2 separate regions of the Mus musculus genome follow, and region 1 is linked to region 2. The links are chromatin contacts, called in public HiChIP or PLAC-seq maps. All regions are on one chromosome and are shown on one strand. The core of a region is the stretch at or near the end of the contact, and the rest is flanking DNA. Distances in the headings are between cores, read along the strand shown. Region 1 holds the start of Uba2 (ubiquitin-like modifier activating enzyme 2). Region 2 has its middle 44 kb from the start of Scgb2b26.

What was found. HiChIP or PLAC-seq counts read pairs in DNA pulled down with a chosen protein or histone mark.
Region 1: an H3K4me3 HiChIP or PLAC-seq map of the 230-238 cell line shows a contact between it and region 2, with 30 read pairs. The contact joins the promoter of Uba2 here to the enhancer-like site in region 2. A contact is called at or near these places in 1 of 39 promoter capture datasets (pre-B cells), 1 of 15 datasets of contacts at CTCF or cohesin (large pre-B cells) and 6 of 115 datasets of contacts at active chromatin or transcription factors (the 230-238 cell line, bone marrow-derived macrophages, large pre-B cells and 1 more).

Annotation. Positions count from the first base shown.
Region 1 is chr7:34,166,422-34,172,227 of GRCm38.p6, forward strand. Uba2 (ubiquitin-like modifier activating enzyme 2) reads right to left here and starts at 2,108. Exons shown (of 17, transcript NM_016682.2): 1 at 1,952-2,108. The coding sequence starts at 2,089.
Region 2 is chr7:33,898,313-33,904,029 of GRCm38.p6, forward strand. No RefSeq gene overlaps it. Among named protein-coding and RNA genes, the nearest start is that of Scgb2b26, 44 kb to the right of the region's middle. Within about 2 kb of position 2,234, at least 22 of the 459 cell types and tissues checked have an H3K27ac peak or open chromatin away from gene starts, as enhancers often do. A contact at or near this core is called in the 230-238 cell line, bone marrow-derived macrophages and pro-B cells, where this site is marked.

The DNA.
Region 1 (5,806 bases), core at 858-3,357, 270 kb after region 2:
CCAGAGCCAGGGCAGTGGGGCTAGGAGGAATTCCTGGACTCACTAGCCAGTTAGCCTAGTACATCTGCAGAGTTCCAGGGTAGAAAGAGACCCTGCCTCAGTAACTGCTCGACAATGCCCAGGGAGAACGAACCTTGAAGTTGTCCTCTGGCCTCCACACACAAAAAACACCCATCTGTCTGATAATTTCTGATTTCCCGTGCCATGTCATTTCTCATTAAGCAATATGGAGCATGTTAGTTACTTTCATTCTTTCTTTTTTTTTGAGATGGTTTCTCTGTGTAACAGCCTCAGATCCCCTGGAACTCTCTTTGTAGACCAGGCTGGCCTGGAACATACAGAATACAGAGGTCAGTCTGCCTCTGCCTCCTAGTGCTGGAATTAAAGATGTAAGCCACCACACTCACGTTAATTCCTTATCTACACATTCACTCAGGATTACTTGAGGGCTGTTGAAGAAAATGCCCTATGTATGGTAAAATAAATAAGTAAAGTAAAATCTAGTCTAGGAGCCGTCGTAGATGGCTAAACAGTTAAGAGTGCTGGCTGCTCTTGCATAGGACCAGGGGTTCAATTTTCAGGCTCAACATGGTGAGTCACAGCCATTGCTAACACCAGCTCCAGGGATCCAACGCCCCCTTCTGGCCTCTGGGGGCACCAGGCACAGACACAATGCAGGCAAATGGCCCATACACGTAAAATAAAGGAAAAAGTTTAAAGTAAAATTAAATTTTAATCTAATTGCTACTTTAAAGGGGAAAAGAATTAACATCATTTACATTCTATTTCAACAAACTTACATAAGCAACAAAATGTTCTCATCATCAAACATTCTAAAGTTTAGAGTAGTATGGGAAAATTATGGAACATAATCATTGAAATATTCATTTGTACTTCAAAGTTCACTATAAAAATTTAACCAAAGAAAATTAAAACAGAGAACAAGCATTTACTTTTTCAATTCACTCCTGTCTATTGAAAAATCTACTCTTAAAATAGCATCAAGCGTCACTAGCATATTATGGATTATACTATTTTCTATGGACCAAAACTGGGTGTGAAGCCTGACCAATGAAGAATGTTTCCCTCCAATTCTGCCTCAGCTGAAACCCTGACACCTGCAATTTCATCCCGTGTTTCTGTTAAACCTTAAGGCATCTTCAATTCACATCCAAGGTTCATATAATATCTCCAACACATTCACAAATTACAGGGGTTTCCTGTCATTGCACATTACGCTAACGCAAAACTTAAGAATCCTGACAACCAAAAAAAAAAATTTTTTTTTAATTTCTTGGGTAAGATGTTGCTACGTAGCCCAAGCGGACCTCAAACTTCCAGTTCTACAGTCTCTCGATGCACGGATTACAGTCTGTCACCCAATCCTGCAAACCCCAGGGAGTATCTATAATGACATAAACACGGATCTGCACGATGCCCAGACCAGAGGAGCGCGAGCCCCAAGGAGTCTAACCAGCCACTTACGGCGTGCCCCCAGGGTAAGTTACTCAACCTCATAGCGTCTCACTTTCCTCATCTGTTAAAAATAAAACGGGATGCAGACAGCACTTGCAACCTGAGGGCCGGTGGCAGACTCGGGAATGAATGCACGTGTGCACGCCCGGCGTGCTGTGGCTGGTGGCTGCAAACCGCTCGGCCGCGGGATCGTTATTTTAAGTTGGAGAATATTTGAATTAAAGTCACAGCATCTACAGGGTCTCTTCTTGCATCCCAGTGTAACTGGGGAAACTGCCTCGGGAGGCGGCGCGCGCAGGCCCAGGGAGCCGAGGGCCGCGAACAGGAGGTCCGGAGAGCCGGAGTCCCGCGTCCCACCAACCCGCTTCCCGCACGGTGATCCTAACCCCAGGCCTCTCGGGCCGCGCCGCCCTGACTCCCGCCCGGAACCGGGCCCCGCAGGCAGACCGCCATTCACCCGGAGCCCGGGCCTCACCAGGTCGATGTGGGAGAAGCCAGTGAGCACCAGGTTCTTGAGCAGCTCACAGCCGATCCCACCCGCGCCAACCACCAGCACCCGGCCGCCGGACACCGCCTCGGCCAGCTCCCGGGGCAACCCCCGCGACAGTGCCATGGCGGGACGTCTACGAGCCGCCTCACAGTCGGAGGCGGGAGAACCAGAGCGGCAGCCGGAAGTCGGTGGGGGAAGGGCAGCGCAGCTTCCGCTCCTGCGCAGTGCGGCCGCCATCCCGCCCCGGGATGGGCTCAGGCGACACCCTGAGTCCTGGGATTACTTCTCACACAATTCCAGAGGAACACAAACCAGCTCTCAGCCTGAGATGCCTAGGGTCACCTTCTAAAGACCTCGGTTTGAATTCCCAACAAAAGCTCTTTATTTAAAGGTTAAAAAAGCTATGACCCGGCCGGGAAGTGGTGGCACACGAGGAGGATTTCTGAGTTCGAGGCCAGCATGGTCTACAGAGTGAGTTCCAGGACAGCCAGGGCTACACAGAGAAGAAACCCTGTCTCGAAAAAACAAAAGAAAGAAAGAAAAAAAAGCAGGAAACACATATTAAACGACATACAACATAGCCACATTTATCAATATACTCCATGAGCTGGACCGATGGCCCAGAGGTTAAGCGCACATACTGCTACTGCAGAGGACCTGAGTTCAGCTGTCAGCATTCATATTAGGCAGCTCAACACTACCTGTAACTCCACCTACTAGGGATCTAACACACTCTTCTGGCCTCAGCAGGAAAACAGACACACATACTGCTTACATCCTCACAAATACATTCTCATACACATAACAAAAAATAACAATAAACCTTACAACTATATTCCAATATTAAAATTTTCAGCAATGCAAAAACTGCTATTATTTTTGCACCCACCAAATTGATGAAATATACTGTGGCTTTTGTCAACCACTCATGACTGCTAACGCTCTTGCTTCTGTTGACCATTGTTTGTCAATCATTCATGGCTGGTAACACTCTGAGGATAAGCCATGGAGCTAGAATGCCTCAGATGGAAATCAGGTCACAGAAACACTAATTTTCCTCTACTTTTCTGTCTTGGAACTGACTGTAAAGAAGTTCTCTGATTCACGCTGACTCCGGTACAGTCAGCATCAGTTATGAGACTGTTTCCTGTGTGTCTGCCACATGTACACACACTACATGTGGAGGCTAGTGTGCCCTTCCCCCCAGCCTTGAGCTGGCTGAATCAGACCGGTTTCTGCCACAGTAGGCTAGCCCACCCAGGGTGGAGTCTTCTGACCTAGGTGAAGTCTTTTGTCTGCCACATCTGCAGCTTCCTGCAAGAAGCTACCTGCAGAACAGCTGAGCTTGCTTTCCTGAGGTGATCCTGACAAAGTGGGGGATGGGTCTCCCCCCTTTAAATTTAAGACTATATTGAGCCTTGTTCAGAGAACTTTGCCTTGGCTTGTTATTTCTCTAGTCATCCTTCCCATCCATCCCCAGCTTTCCTTTCAGGAACCCAGTAACCCATGGCCACTGGCAGCTGCAGGCTAGAGGAGAATTCTGGGTATCATACTCTATCACTTTCCACCTAGGGTTTTGTTTGTTTGTTTGTTTTCATCGAGACAGGGTTTCTCTGTATAGTCCTGGCTGTCCTGGAACTCACTTTGTAGACCAGGCTGGCCTCAAACTCAGAAATCCGCCTGTCTCTGCCTCCCAAGTGCTGGGATTAAAGGCATGCACCACCACCGCCCAACAGTTTTGTTTTGTTTTGTTTTGTTTTAAGATTTATTTATTTACTTTATGTATGTGTATATACTGTAGCTGTACAGATAATTGTGAGCCTTCAACTGGTTTTGGGGAATTGAATTTAGGACCTCTGCTCACTCTTGTCAGCCCTGCTCGCTCCATCCCTGCTTGCTCCAGCCCAGAAATTTATTTATTATTATAAATAAGTACACTGTAGCTGTCTTCAGACACACCAGGAGATGGCATCAGATCTCATTACAGGTGGTTGTGAGCCGCCATGTGGTTGCTGGGATTTGAACTCAGGACCTTCAGAAGAGCGGTCAGTGTTCTTACCCACTGAGCCATCTCACCAGCTCTCCACCTGGCTTTTATTTTTATGTGTGCGTGTGCATCATGTGCATGCAGGAGCCTGGAGAGGTCAGAAGAGGGCTTCAGACCTCCTGGAACCAGAACTCAAGATGGTTGTAAGCTACCTTGACGATGCTAAAAAAAAAAAGCATGGTCCTCTGCAAGGGCAGTCAGTGCTCTTAACCACTGAACCCACCATATTTGGTATCTTTGTGCATCTGTCTGTGGTTCTGATTCTCAGTTCATGCTTACCAAAGAAAACAGTAACTCTAAAGACAAAAAACAGAGAAAAATCCTGTTTGAACTGTCTTTCTATGCAGCTGATTGGCTCACCAACCACACCCAGGCTGGCCTAGAGGATTTCTTAGGCTGCTACCCAGATGCTGCAAGTGTAGGAAGGACAAGAGGGCCTTTCCAGGGTGGAGATCACTCCTGTATATAGGCTGAGCTTTCTGTCAGAATGGCCCCACCTCTGAAAAGCCTCATCCAGAAGCTAACCTAACAGACACCCTTTCCAGGGGACTGGATGTTTTTTTTTTTTTTTTGTAGCAGTGAGATTTGCTATGCCTCTTTGGCTCCTGGAGGAATACAAGGGCGCAGCCACCCACCCAGGAACACACACATACACACAGACACAGACACAGACACAGACACAGACACAGACACAGACACACACACACACACACACACACACACACACACACACTAGCTTATTTTTAAATGCCTTGGCTAGCTCAAAGGTTAGACAATTCTAATCCTCCACCCTGCTATCATATATTTCCCTCTAGTCCTTCTGACTCAACACCCTCTAAATCTATGATCTTTGCTGTCCTGTTCTTTCTGGGAGCCCCCCCTCCCCGTCTTTGCTGCCCAAAATGCTTCTGGGCAGCCCTTCAAGGGGCCACATTCCTTCTTACCTACCTTTTGGATGATTTTCTTTCTGTAGCTTTAAATCTGATCCATCTCCTTCCAAAACCTGGATCTGTTAATTGGTAATTCTGTCTTCTTTCTCTCCCTCCCTCCCTCCCTCCCTCCCTCCCTTTCTCTCTCCTAGTCCATGGAAATCTAAGGATCTGGCCCATTTTCCTTTGCTTAGCCAATAGCTACTGGTATCATTATTGATCGATCAAAACCCAATTGGGGACAAGGACCTTCAGTGTTTGGACATGAAGATTCCCAATCAAATCAAAGCATTAGAACCAATACCCAATACCTTACCTTTCTGTCCAAATAAAAAAGACTCTTCTTGGGCTGGAGAGATGACTCAGCGATTAAGAGCACTGACTGTTCTTCCGGAGGTCCTGAGTTCAAATCCCAGTAACCACATGGTGGCTCACAACCATCCATAATGAGATCTGATGCTCTCTTCTGGTGTGTCTGAAGACAGCTACAGTGTACTTACATATAATAAATAATCTCTGGGCCAGAGCGAGCAGGGTGGGAGTGAGGAGAAGGAAAAAAAAAAGGCTCTTCTCTCAGGCATAAATTGAGCATAACCATAACAATTATGTAAATTCCAGAGTATGATATACAATTAACATCCAGTCCATCATATTTGTCAATTAGATAACATACTTTACCATCATATCCTAACTAAAGAGTTTAAAATTCTATACATGAATTATGTTTTGATTTTAGCCTGTATTGTCATCTGAAAATCATGGTTTTAACTCTATATGACATTCAATGCTAAACAACTTAAGTTTGCTTATGAGACTATAATTAGTCTTCAACCCCATCAGAAATCCAATAACGAATTAAATATT
Region 2 (5,717 bases), core at 984-3,483:
TCCCATATCACAACTGCTCTCACTCCACTGGATGACTACATGAACTCTGGAAGGTACATCCATGTTTGTTAGAAAGGTAAGGAAGGTAAAAATAGAATGGTATCTTGGGACAAGCCCCACTATTAGACCATAGAAAAGGAAACATCAAAACTGTAGAGTTTTCTCAGTGGGAGAAAAAAAAAAAGATGCTGGTTACTAAGCCTGATGATCTGAGTTGAATCCCAAGACCTATCAGTTGGCCAAGGAGAACCAACTCTGACTCCAATGTTTACACTTATCCCTTCCCCAATCCATTCTCTCTCTCTCTCTCTCTCTCTCTCTCTCTCTCTCTCTCTCTCTCTCTCTCTCTCTCTCTCTCATAAAAGTAGATTATAAAAGGTTTTAGTCTGTGGACTGTTTCCTGGGTATTTTGTACATTTTTGGCCAATATCCACTTATGAGTGAGTATAAACCATGCATGTCCTTTTATGTCTGAGATATCTCACTCAAGTGATAATTTCTAGCTCCATCCATTTGCCCTGTAAAACTCATAATGTCCTCCATCTTAATAGTTGAATGGTATTCCATTGTGTAAATGAATCACATTTTCTATATCTATTCTTCTGTTGTGGGACATCTAACCCAGGCCCCTGAGATCACTCAGATACTGAGCCACCAACCAGGCAGCATACACTAGCTGGTCTAAGGCACCCAACAAGTACATATAAGAGGACTGTCTCATCTGGCCTCAATGATAGAAGACACACCTAACCCTTAAGAGCCTTGAGACCTCAGGGAATGGGGAAGCCTGAAAGGGTGTGGGGATGTGTGGGGTTGGGGACATTCTTTTGGAGATGGGGGAGGAGGATGAGGATGAACTGTTTGGAGGGCAGGATGGGAAGGGAATAATGACTGGACTGTAAAAAAATTAAAGATAATAAAAAATTGATTTTAAACCACAAAGAAGCATCTCACAGCTATGGGTCAGTACTCTCCAGAGATACTGACTTTATCAGTCCTGGGAAACCTTAAGGAGAGGGGACAAGGGAACACATTACACACTGACACCAACAGTGGTTTAAATATGCTTCACCATGGAAATTGTGACTATTAGGAGGCTTAACCTGATTGGAATAAGAGTGGTCTTCTTGGAGGAAATGTTTCACTCTGTAGGTGGGATTTGAAATGTCCTAGCGCTCATCCTCCATCCAGTGCCAAAGAGACCTGCCTCCTGGCTACCTCAAGAAGCCAGTCCACTCCTGGATGTCTTAGAATCAAGATGTAGAAGTCTAAGCTCCTTCTCCAGCACCATGTCTGCCTGCACACTGCCTTACTTCCTACCTTGACATTGAACTCAACCTCTGAAAGAATAAACCAGCCCTAATTAAGTGTTTGCCTATATTAAAATTGACATGATTATGGTATCTTACCACAGCAATAAAACCCTAACTAAGACACACAACAAGAACAATCCTTGATAAAAAGCACTCAGAAGCCAGAGGCAGGTTGATCTCTGAGTTGAGGTCCAACCTGATCTACAGTGTGAGTTCTAGAAAAGCCATGGCTAACCAGAGAAATCCTGTCCTGAAAAACCAAAGAGAAAAGTATGATCCCTGAAGAAAAGGAAGTGCCCGCCCTAGGCAGGAGTATGTAAAGGAATCTGAGGCCACAATACTAAAGTGCTCATGCATCATTTCATAGTAAAGGAGTCTCCTTGTGCCACACCAACTCCAATGGAATCTGTGTAGCAATGAAAGAAAAACTCCTTGAATGGTAACCATTCACTGAGATTTGTGCTCTGTGGAGCTAGGTCTCCTGGAGGTCCCTGGCAGTCTGCCCGTCCCATGTCCCCTTCTGGCATGCTTGGCTGGATGGCAGTTGCTGATACAAAGAATTTTGTGATTTGGAAAGATGTATCTTTAGCTGTTTCAGGAACTGAAAGTACTAGACAGGAAACTGTGCTGGGTGCTTCAACCTCAGTGTCCTCAACCACAGAGCTGGTGTATGTAGCAAAAATAGATGAGAATCTGATTGGAATTGCTCGCAATGTCATCCCACTAGAGATTTTGTCTGAAACAGCACAATTGATTTTGCAGATCTTGCAAAGAGAAAATATGATTTTGGGCGCTGTCATTAATTTAATACAACAATTAGATTTAGGCATTAATAAAATTGTCAGATGTAAAAGAGAAACTATACAGGATGAAGAAATCCAGAATTTATAGGAATTAGGACTAACAGTGAAAGGGGGGGTGATTAGTCAGTTCTTGTGAAGCTGAGTAGAGGATAGTGGGAAGTACCTAGATATCATGGACCTTACAAGTTTAATCCAACAAATGCTCCACTTCCATGGACTGGAATTTATGATAAGAACTTAATCAGATGGATTGTGGAAAATGAGATATTCAGAATTAAGTCTATGGGAAAGAATAAGAAGTAGGGCTCCTTGGTATGCCTTAACAGATGAGCAACAGTGGACCTTGAGGTGGCAGATGTATGTTTTCCTATCATTTGGAGATACTTACTCCTAGATAGCCAGGAGTAGACATATTTGGTAATAAAAGAAATAAGCAAGAAATATTATAAAGTTTAGATTGGGATTGCATGTGCTGTTGAATAAGATCATTAGAGTAGTAAATAAAAGGTTATAAGATTCTTGAGTCAATATGAAAGTTCAGTCTGGCAGCAAAACCACAGGTGGGCGCCAATGGGTGATTTAATTTCCTAGTAAGCTATACTTGTGTTAGGTTTAAAGAGGAACTAAGATATGTGATTTGTCAAGAGAAAATTGTTCCTTCTTGATTGTGTATATAATCTGAACCCTGAGGTAAAGATTTTGCAGCAGCAGCTTCACCATTGAGTGCTTGTCTGTCTGTCATGCCGATCCTATTCCCAACCTGGTTCCAGTCACCTTGGGTTCCTGACCACTTAGGTGGAATTCCCACTGCATAGTCCGCGGCATCCTTGACTCATTCAGAAGCTTCTGCTATGCCTGGCAAAGGTCCACAGCCACATTCTCAATGGCCACATTCTCCACCATGCAAAAGAAAGCATTGTCCCTATAGCCTATCCACTGTAAACCTATACACAATAACTACCATCCTGCTCTCCTGGCTCCCTTCTCCCTAGCTCACCTCACTGGAGACTTGAGGCCAATGACACCTGTCTATTACTCACTCCTGCTCCAAGTGAAGCCTATGCTACCCACAAACAAAGTGTGTGCACAAATAAATGTCATCTCAACTTTGGGCCTAGAAAGAAGGACCCACACACCCTCTCTGGCCAGCAAAGATCTTACCTCCAAAACTTACCTCTTGTGTACACTCACCCAGACATCTTTTGTTCTTAAGGTATCAAGGTTGGTCAAGTTGCTGGAAGCATTTTGGTCACATGTGCTCCACAGCCAAAATCTGCACCATTCCAAATGCCAGCTGATGGCTCTTTCCTTGCAGCTGAATTGAGAAGCAATATTTGAGCTATCCCCAACCTGATTGGAGTTGCTAGATCTTCACTCTACTTTAAAGTATGCATGGTTCCCAATTCCCTCACAATAAAAACTCAGTTCCTCATTTGCATTCTGGACCTGAGTCTTGTATCCTGCCTGACTGGACCTGTAAAACATGAGACACAATGCAGTCTTGCCTCTAGGCACTTGTGTATGCCCAGTGTTTTTAACACCTCCTACAGAACATTTTATCAATGGGGTAAATCCACATAACACCTGGTCTGGACTCCAGACTCCAGAATCCACAGGGGAGTTGTGAAGCCCCAGCATACAATTTAGTAGTCAGATGAATGGAACATACATATGGGAATAGCTGATAAAACACCTGCTCATCAATGCATTGTTCTTACATGGTTCTATAGCCATGGAAACCTGTGAAAAGATCATTACTTTAAGTAGAGGACATCATGGTGGAGATCTGAACTTATGCAACCCTATCATTGGACTGGACAAGGTAGCTCTCACACGAATAATTTTTTATTATGAAAATTTAATATCTGAGAGAAAGAAGTCAGAGTTCCAGTAACTCACTGAGGAGTCATGCCAAGGATTTTTTAGATTATTTTATGTGTGTGTGTGTATGTGTGTGTGTGTGTGTGTGTGTGTTGCATTTATATATGTCTGTGAACCATATGTGTGCAGTGATCATGGCAGCCAGAAGAGAGTGCTGGATTTCCTTCATATGTGAGCAGTCATGTGCATGCTGGGAACTGAACCGTTCTCTCGAAATGCAGTCACTGTTCTTAACCACTGAGCCATCTCTCCTGTCACTGGGTTTCATTTTAATTTACTTTTTAGATTTATAAATACTTCTTTACAGATTAACTAGACACTTTCTATTGTGGTTGGTTCTGTCCACTGTGTACTCAGATGCTGAGTTCTGTGCCGAATACCAGCAAAGTATTGATCAATGTTCTTTAAAGAAAGCTCTCCAATAATCTTTGATTGGTTGATAAAAGACTAGGGCCTGTGCCTGGGCGGGAGAGAAAGGAAGACAGAACTTGAGATTGAGAAGGGCAGTCTCAGGTAGGGACCACAGAAGAGGCAGAAGAAGAAGAAGGTTGCTATGAATCAGGATGGACCATGTGCACATGGCTAAGAGAAACTTACCCTGAGGACACACAAGGAAGAGAGTAAGCTGGGCAAGACTCAAACAACAAGTAATTCGGGACCTATGGCTGTGATGTAGATTAGAGTAGCTCAGAACCTGCACAGTCTAGGCTGGCAGTGGTTTAATAAAAGTACCAGATTACTGTGTCTTTTATTCAGGGGATATAAAGGCTAATGTGGAGCAGAATACCCCTATAAATATACTTCAAAAGCTTTTGATTAAGCAAACTATGGAAACTCAGTAACTGCAACAAGTGAACACCAGGTGGTGATATGCATCAATTTTCCACAGAGTCCTGCTTTGCTGAGTATTTGAATGCCCTTCTCAGGGTCTTTCTCAAACTAACTGGAATCTTTCATTGTAGATATCAATCCACAGGTCACTTTCCCTACTATATCTTTGTAAACTCTTAAGCATTCTATCCAAAATATTTATCATCTTTAGAGTATTCTTCATCTATTTCAGCCCAGACTGGGTGCTCAGGGATAGGTTACTAGTGCTATGACAAACTGGATTATTTGGTCAATCTTGCCAGATGGCCTCCAGGTCTAAGCACTAATTACTGGCAGATAGACAAGTCTCTTCTCCTCGACGTTAATGCCATAGCATTTCATTGCTGTGAAGAGACAGTATGACCAAGACAACTCTTATAAAAGAAAGCATTTTACTGGGGAATCTTACAATTTCAGAAGTATCATCACAGTTTGAAATATGGCAGTGTGCAAGCAGACGTGGTGATGAAAAAGCCCAGAGTTCTACACTATGATCTGAAGACAGTCAGGAGCAGACTGTCATCCAGAATGGGTGGAGCTTAAGCATAAACCTCAAAGCCCACTCCTACAGTGACAATGTCCACTAACAAGGCCACACCTACTCCAAAGGGTAACACCTTCTAGGAGCACCACTCACTCCCTATGGACCAAGCATTCAAATGCATGCAGCTATGGTGATCAAACCTACTCAAATTACCACAGTTAGGGTGACAAAACTCTGTTATCAAAGTGATCTGGGTAGTTTAGATGGATAATCTACTAGAGAGTTTAATCAATTCTGAAGGACCCTCAATACATGGATGTCTGTCAGGAACAGTAATCTCTTGTAAAGCAGCGTAATGTCAATAAC